Linked DNA regions of Aphis gossypii: region 2 is linked to region 1. The links are chromatin contacts, called in public Hi-C maps. All regions are on one chromosome and are shown on one strand. The core of a region is the stretch at or near the end of the contact, and the rest is flanking DNA. Distances in the headings are between cores, read along the strand shown.

Region 1 (3,521 bases), core at 259-2,758:
AAGAGGTTAATCTAAAGTCTATTAAAGTTGGCTATTTCTGTTAGGGATTTACAAAGAAATTAAACTATCAAAGTAGTTATGCTAACATAAAAATACATATTAAAAGATAACAGAAGCTCGGAAGCATTTGACTATTATTTAAGAAAATGAGCTTACACATTTAGCACGAATCACAAGTGCAGCAGGTGGATACATTGCACTCAACTGAGTTAAGACTTCCATTCGAATGCGACTACCTCCATTTTCTTCTTCATATCTTTCTGAGTTTTGTATTAAGCTTGTACAAACTAAAAGTTTTATAGTATTAAGATATTATTTTTAAATAGATGAATTTTAAATTTACCGTCATAAAAACAATCAGGAAAATTAGCAACAATCCAGCAAATGAAAATTGGACCATGTTTAACATGAAGCAACACTTCTGCAATGTCTTGAACTGTAAGTATAGCTGGTAATTCAGAAAGAGCAATATTTAATACATCACAAACTTCTGGTATGTAAACTGGATAATCAAATAAATCTGACTGCTTGATATAAAATTCTGAATTTATTGAAGTTTGAACAGTATGTTGTTTTTCGCGGTGTTCTTGAATCTTAATAAGTGATGGAAGTAAAATACATTAGTAACTTTTTTAACAATTATTTATTATTTTAATTGTTATACCTGTGAAGAAATATAAAGGATTTCACTCAAAACAAGTCTCAATCGCCGAGTAGAGTCACTTCTCTCAAATTCCAGAGACAATGGATTTTGTAGAGAATGAATAAGAACGCTGTCAGCTTGAGTACTACCCAATTTTTGTCTAAAAAAATATGTACAATAATACATCAAACAAAATTGTGTTTAATATGAAAAGTCAATTTAACTTTACCTTAATATCTGTTCTTTTTTAACATCTATTTCTAATGAATGAAAATCAATCGACAACAGTGCAACAATGGAATTGACGAGTTCTATTCCTGACAACAGTGTAAGTATGTCCTTTTTGCCATCGGCATAATCTGCCATGTTGTCCGCTGATGATATTAAGCTCATTCGAACCAGACATGGTAATACTGGACGAATGTCTTTTGCCGACAACTTGCACAGTTCTTGTATATCAACGTTAAGCAATGCTTGGAACACTTTATGTGACACATTTAAATTCACCGTCATGACTGTTAAGAGTTAATAACACATAATAAAATAAATCGAATAATTTTGAATTTTTCAAGACTTCAATTTTTTTTATCAATGTGGTCGTGTATCGACCATTTCACAGAGGAAAATATCTTCCGAAAAAATTGCGACTTTCATCTCTTGGAAATTAGTGATTCACTTATTTATCTAAAGCTTAAAATAAAAATAACAATACAGTAGTAAAAAAGTACCTAAGACGAATATTTCTAAGTTTTAAATAAAATGTGTTCCATCTTCCGTTTGTTTGAACTATTATTGTTTATGATTTGTTAATCTTTTTATTTGATTTAAAATATTTGTTGATATGTAATCATAGTTATCACGTTTTTTATACGTAAATGGTAGCATGTGTGCATGACAAAAGAAGTGTTTAGTATGACGTCACAAACTTGAATGATAACGTACATCATATGACGTACATGGTTCACGTCTTTTGAATTCAAATCTTATGGTTATAAAAATAAATAACAATAATAAATCACATGCGTATCTCAAGTTTAACACTCCTATGTATATGCATAGTGATCCACACGGGACTGCATCCGAGTTGGGCCTCGGATTTAAAATTACTACACTAGTTGGGTCCTGAATTATTTAAGGTATAACACTAGTTCTTGAATATTTATTGGTAAATACTACACTTTACTAACATTTTCTTTCCCTCTTTAACAGATTTAGAACTGTCTATGATATATTTAGACCACAGGTCCACATTTTCTAAAAATTTTATTATTTATTTAATATTTTTATAAAATAGAATTGGAAAATTAGTATAGTGTAATAAAAATATTATAATAATTAAAAATATGATACAATAATATTAATGCAATTTTATTAAATTGAAAAGTAAATGAAAAGTACCTATATTTATATAATATTAGTTATTACCATTGATTATAAATAGTAATAGTATACTATTTATAATCAATGATATTACTATTTACTATTGGGATATTCGTAATAAAGAAAGACGTAAGTGGTTTCCTCTCGTGGATTTTACTAAAAGAAAAATGTATAACTAACAATATGACTAATAAAATTTCAGGAATAATAAATCGATTCAATTTTGTAAAATTAATGTCTTATAAATTTTTACCTATACAAAAGTGATTTTTTTTTAAATATTATTTTTTTTTATTAAATCTCATTTACTTTTCAATTTAATAAAATTGTATTAATATTATTGTATAATATTTTTAACTAATATAATATTTTCATTATACTATACTAACTTTCCAATACTATTGTATAAATTATACAATTAAAAAAAAAAATGTTGTCTTTTGGTCTAAATAGATCATAATTCATAGATAGTCCTAAGTCTGTTAAAATGAAAAAAAAGATTTAAGTATAGTGTAGGACTTACCAAAAAATATTCAGGAACTTGAGGAACTATAGTGTAATACCTAAAATAATTCAGGACCCAACTAGTGTAGACAATAGTGTAGTACTTATAAAAATCTGGGACCCAACTAGTACACTACCTGCGATTTAGCCCCTAGATTCGGGACCCAACTCGAATGCGCCGACCTCTATCGTTCATTTTTCATCCCAGATTTCGTATAAATACGGGACCCTAGACGGGATAGATGCTGTCAAATTAGAATTAGTCTGCACCAAACCACTGGAATTAATTGAGTTGTTGGACTGCACCCTAACATCGCCTCTTCTCTAACTAACTTCTAGGGTAGAATTTATAAAACTCTATCCACAAATTTATCAAGTATCAATTATTATATTATTATTATTTCAATAAGCAAATAAACTTATACTCAACAACTGCGTTCTACTCTATTCTTTATACTCCTCCATACGGCTCAACACTTATAAAGTAGTTTTCACTTTGACGTTAAGTGGCTTTGGGACACCTAGAGGTCACTACAGTGACGTATTTAATATTTTTTACTTAAACGTAAAAAATAAATAGCCTCAGCACAATAAATAATAATAATACATTTATACATGTTGGCTTATATCTAATAATAAAATACGGTTACCACGTTAACAAATCGCAAGCCAACCCAGCTCGGAGTCAGTCGTCTACATCGACGACCCGTGAAATCTATACTCTATATTTTTTTAATATAGTATCTATCAACTATCAGGAAACTTATATTAAATGGCAAAATAGAAAAATTCCATTTCAATTTCAAGTCCTACTTCTAAACATTACTGATACTCCTAAATCGCAAAAAATAATCATACTACCTATCCAGTCACATGAATCACCTGATTATAATAGTCTGTAAAAATGCACTAAATGGAGAGTTGCACAACTATACATTTTTAATGTGGTCCATATCATGCGGCCTACTATGTACAAGGGGATGGTTAGGATTCA
Region 2 (3,521 bases), core at 396-2,895, 150 kb after region 1:
TTTCGTTAAACGCAACATTATTTAACGTAAATAAAATAATATAATTGATGATTATTTGAAATGTATTTTTTTTTTAATAATTTACGTATTGTTGCGGTCTATGAAAAAGGCGAAGGTACGAGCGGTCATTGTGACCTGTTGTTACTCGCTAGGGTTAGGCTAGATTTCTTGACGCAACACTCGAAAACACAAAATAATAGCACAAATGTATATGTTTAGATTCTTTCGTAGCAATTGGAAACAACATTAACGACAAACGAGTAATAATTAAAATATTATCTATTAGGTATTCCATTGAGAACGCACAACGTTGGCATATTCCTGTAGTGGCGACTAAAATAATAATTAATAAATAATAGGATATAGGAAAACACACGTGAAAACCCGGACTCACCGGACCACAAATAGAACTTGTAAGCTAAAAAAAGGAGAAAGAAAGCGAAAACTGTTCACAAACGATACAAACGCCTACTCCTACTAACCTCCCACCAAGTAAATTGCCACACGACCCGGTCACCGTAACCGGTCCGCGGTGGTCTGCCCCCGGACCGAACCAAACTTGGTCATGCCGATGGTGTACGACCGATATTTATACAAATATGTTAATAACATTTCGCGACAACAATATTCCACCCGCCGGCCAGTCACATATATTTTACTGATTACTGCTTAGTAATTAATAATTATACTATTATTATTGTCACACATTACACTGACCTGCATTATAGGTAACGACGTTCCCTGTTCGACAGATTTCATTTTCGACTGAAAGTCTTGGTAGACATGCCTCCTTCTGTAAAATGAACAGATACCGTTTCTGTTACAACTGAGATGATGGTAACCGTCGTTCCACATAATGTTATATTCTGATGGAAAAGATACAAGTTGGTTTGAGAAGAAAAAAACTAAAGACGGCCAACAATATAGTTAAGTGGTTTGATTAATTATCAAATTATTTAAATTTATAAAAGTTTCGTCGAATAGTTTGGAAAAAATAAAACGACAAAAAAAAAAGTTAACTAGGTAATTAAAACATTAATAATAATTTTTGAGACAGACGCGGGTTTGTGGCGATAAAGACGAAAATTATAATAGCAGTGAAGTAAAACAGTCCGAGTGTTACGATCGTCACTCGTCAATCGGTAAACTTTTATCTTGTATGTCGATTTTTTTCATTTGAAAAAAACGTCCGGATTACTAGCACCGCGCTGTTCACCGGCGGCGATGGCTTCGATTGGCGCAGCTTGTGGTCGACCTAACGTAGTAACGTCGTCGTGTTGTGGTGGTGGAGGACTATGCGATGTTGCCGGTTTTCAAACGGAGGTCGTGCGTTTATGATATGATAGATAAGGGAATTCACTACTCGGTACCGATTGTCTATATATATACAATATAATCATGTACATGACGTGATATTTGAAAATAATTACATAAATCAATCACCATCTATACTACAAAATAAGTTCAAATATACGGCAATGTAGTAAAAATATGCACCATTAGGTTGTTTAACAAAAATTTACTTTAAAAATATTTTTTTTTATTCATTATTTTTTCGTCCATGATCCCGCGCTTTGAACGAAGTCTGATAATTGTTATCAAAAGTCCCCTGTTATTATAAAAAAAAATAAAATAATCAATCCGATATTCGAGTGGACGATAAGGAATAACGAAATAAAAAAAGTGAATTTTCACCATAGAAAATATATATATATATATATATATAATTTCCACTCTGCCGTCCTTAGCTGTAAATGACTTTCCGTAGTCCGAAGGCTGAGCTTATACTTTTGAGGCTTAGGTTCGAAACAAAATCGAAAATGTGAGGCGATTGGAGGCATGTTGGGTCGTAAGCAAAGCATCCGGGCGGATATAATGGCTCCGGACTATGTTCAGGATGAATCTCTAAATGAGAATGCTGAAATCGATTGGGTTAACAAGGTAAATACGTTAACCGTTTGCCCGAACGAAAATGGAAACATGGATAATTTTTTCTTCATTAATCCAATACGTTTGTTCTCTACAGCTTTGGGTCCGACGGTTGATGCGTTTTTGCGCGCTACTGAGTTTACTATGCGTCAGTCTCAATACTCCAAAAACTTTTAAGGCTTTTCCATTTCTACAGTATGCAACGTTTATCTGCGATTTTGCCGTCACCGGTTTATATACTGCTGAAATGATAGCAAAGATGCACATTCGTGGGATATTAAAGGTATAAGTGATTTTCTTGACATCTTATGTAATTTCAATTTCATTATTATTGTTTTTGTCCAGGGAGAATCACCGTATATGAAAGACCACTGGTGTCAATTTGATGGTACGATGGCATTTTTTCTTTGGGTGTCTGTAATTTTACAGATTTTTGAAATTGTGGAATTTTTACCCGAATTTAGTTACTTATCAATATTAAGAGCACCAAGGCCTTTTATAATGATCCGATTTATACGTGTCTTCCTAAAATTCTCAATGCCAAAATCTAGGATAAATCAAATTTTCAAGTACTTAACTTTAAATATATATATATATATATTTTTTTTTTTAATACTTGAATTATTTTATATTTAATTATATTTAATTCTTTTAGGCGATCAAGTCAACAAATCTACAATGTAACACTGTTCTTCCTGTTTTTTATGTCTTTATATGGTGTACTTGGTGTTCAACTTTTTGGTGAAATGAAAAATCATTGTGTTCTTAATACAACAGATCCAACGTAATTTATTTTTAAATGTATTTATTTCAGCATTATATATTTTATAATATTTCATAAAATGCTTAACAGGAGTGTAACACTTAATAATTTAGCCATACCAGACTCATTCTGTTCTAAGGAACCAGGTGCTGGATATCAGTGTCCGGAAGGTATGAAATGTATGAAATTAGAATTATCAAGGTACATAACTGGCTTCAGTGGATTCGATGAATTTGGTAAATTATTACGTTATTATATACTTTTAATGTCTAGACTTGAGTATTTATATTTTCTAGCAACAAGTATTTTCACTGTATATCAAGCTGCATCACAAGAGGGTTGGGTATACATAATGTTCCGAACGTTTGATAGTCTTCCAGCCTGGAGAGCAATTTTTTACTTTTCTACATTAATATTCTTCTTAGCATGGTTAGTTAAGAATGTGTTTATCGCAGTAATTACAGAGACATTTAATGAAATGCGTGTGCAATTTCAACAACTGTGGGGAAGTAGAAGACATGTTGGAAACAAAACTTCTACTGAAGTAAGATTATATTATACATTTTTTATTAGTTTTACATTTTAATTGTTATTATTATTATTATTATTATTATTATTAATTATTATTATTGCAATTTAAAAGTTTATTAAATTAATTGTTTTTATGTACAAAAATTTTTTTAGATTTTAATTAGTGATGAAAATGGTTGGAGATTAGTTACTCCTGAACAGAATAAACATCGAACTTTAGCGTCACCATTAGGACATAAAATTCTTAATTCTGCATGGTTTCGATTACTTGTTATGTGCATTATACTTAGTAATGGAA

Evidence for each region. Hi-C and Micro-C count contacts between places; a contact is called where the count stands out from the background.
Region 2: a contact with region 1 is called in a Hi-C map of whole body, with 2.3 times the contacts expected there. The contact joins the promoter of LOC114120765 here to the promoter of LOC114120755 in region 1. A contact is called at or near these places in 2 of 2 Hi-C or Micro-C datasets (both in whole body).

What each region holds. Positions count from the first base shown.
Region 1 is chr1:1,426,029-1,429,549 of ASM2018417v2, forward strand. It overlaps LOC114120755 (integrator complex subunit 2), which reads right to left and starts at 1,509. Exons shown (of 17, transcript XM_050198859.1): 1 at 1,372-1,509; 2 at 873-1,158; 3 at 665-803; 4 at 344-593; 5 at 157-287. The coding sequence starts at 1,156.
Region 2 is chr1:1,580,407-1,583,927 of ASM2018417v2, forward strand. LOC114120765 (sodium leak channel NALCN) reads left to right here and starts at 1,646. Exons shown (of 28, transcript XM_027982786.2): 1 at 1,646-1,941; 2 at 2,027-2,212; 3 at 2,275-2,498; 4 at 2,585-2,713; 5 at 2,783-2,928; 6 at 2,989-3,236; 7 at 3,377-3,521. The coding sequence starts at 1,840. LOC114120766 (terminal nucleotidyltransferase 5C) reads right to left here and starts at 1,242. Exons shown (of 2, transcript XM_027982787.2): 1 at 718-1,242. The coding sequence starts at 855.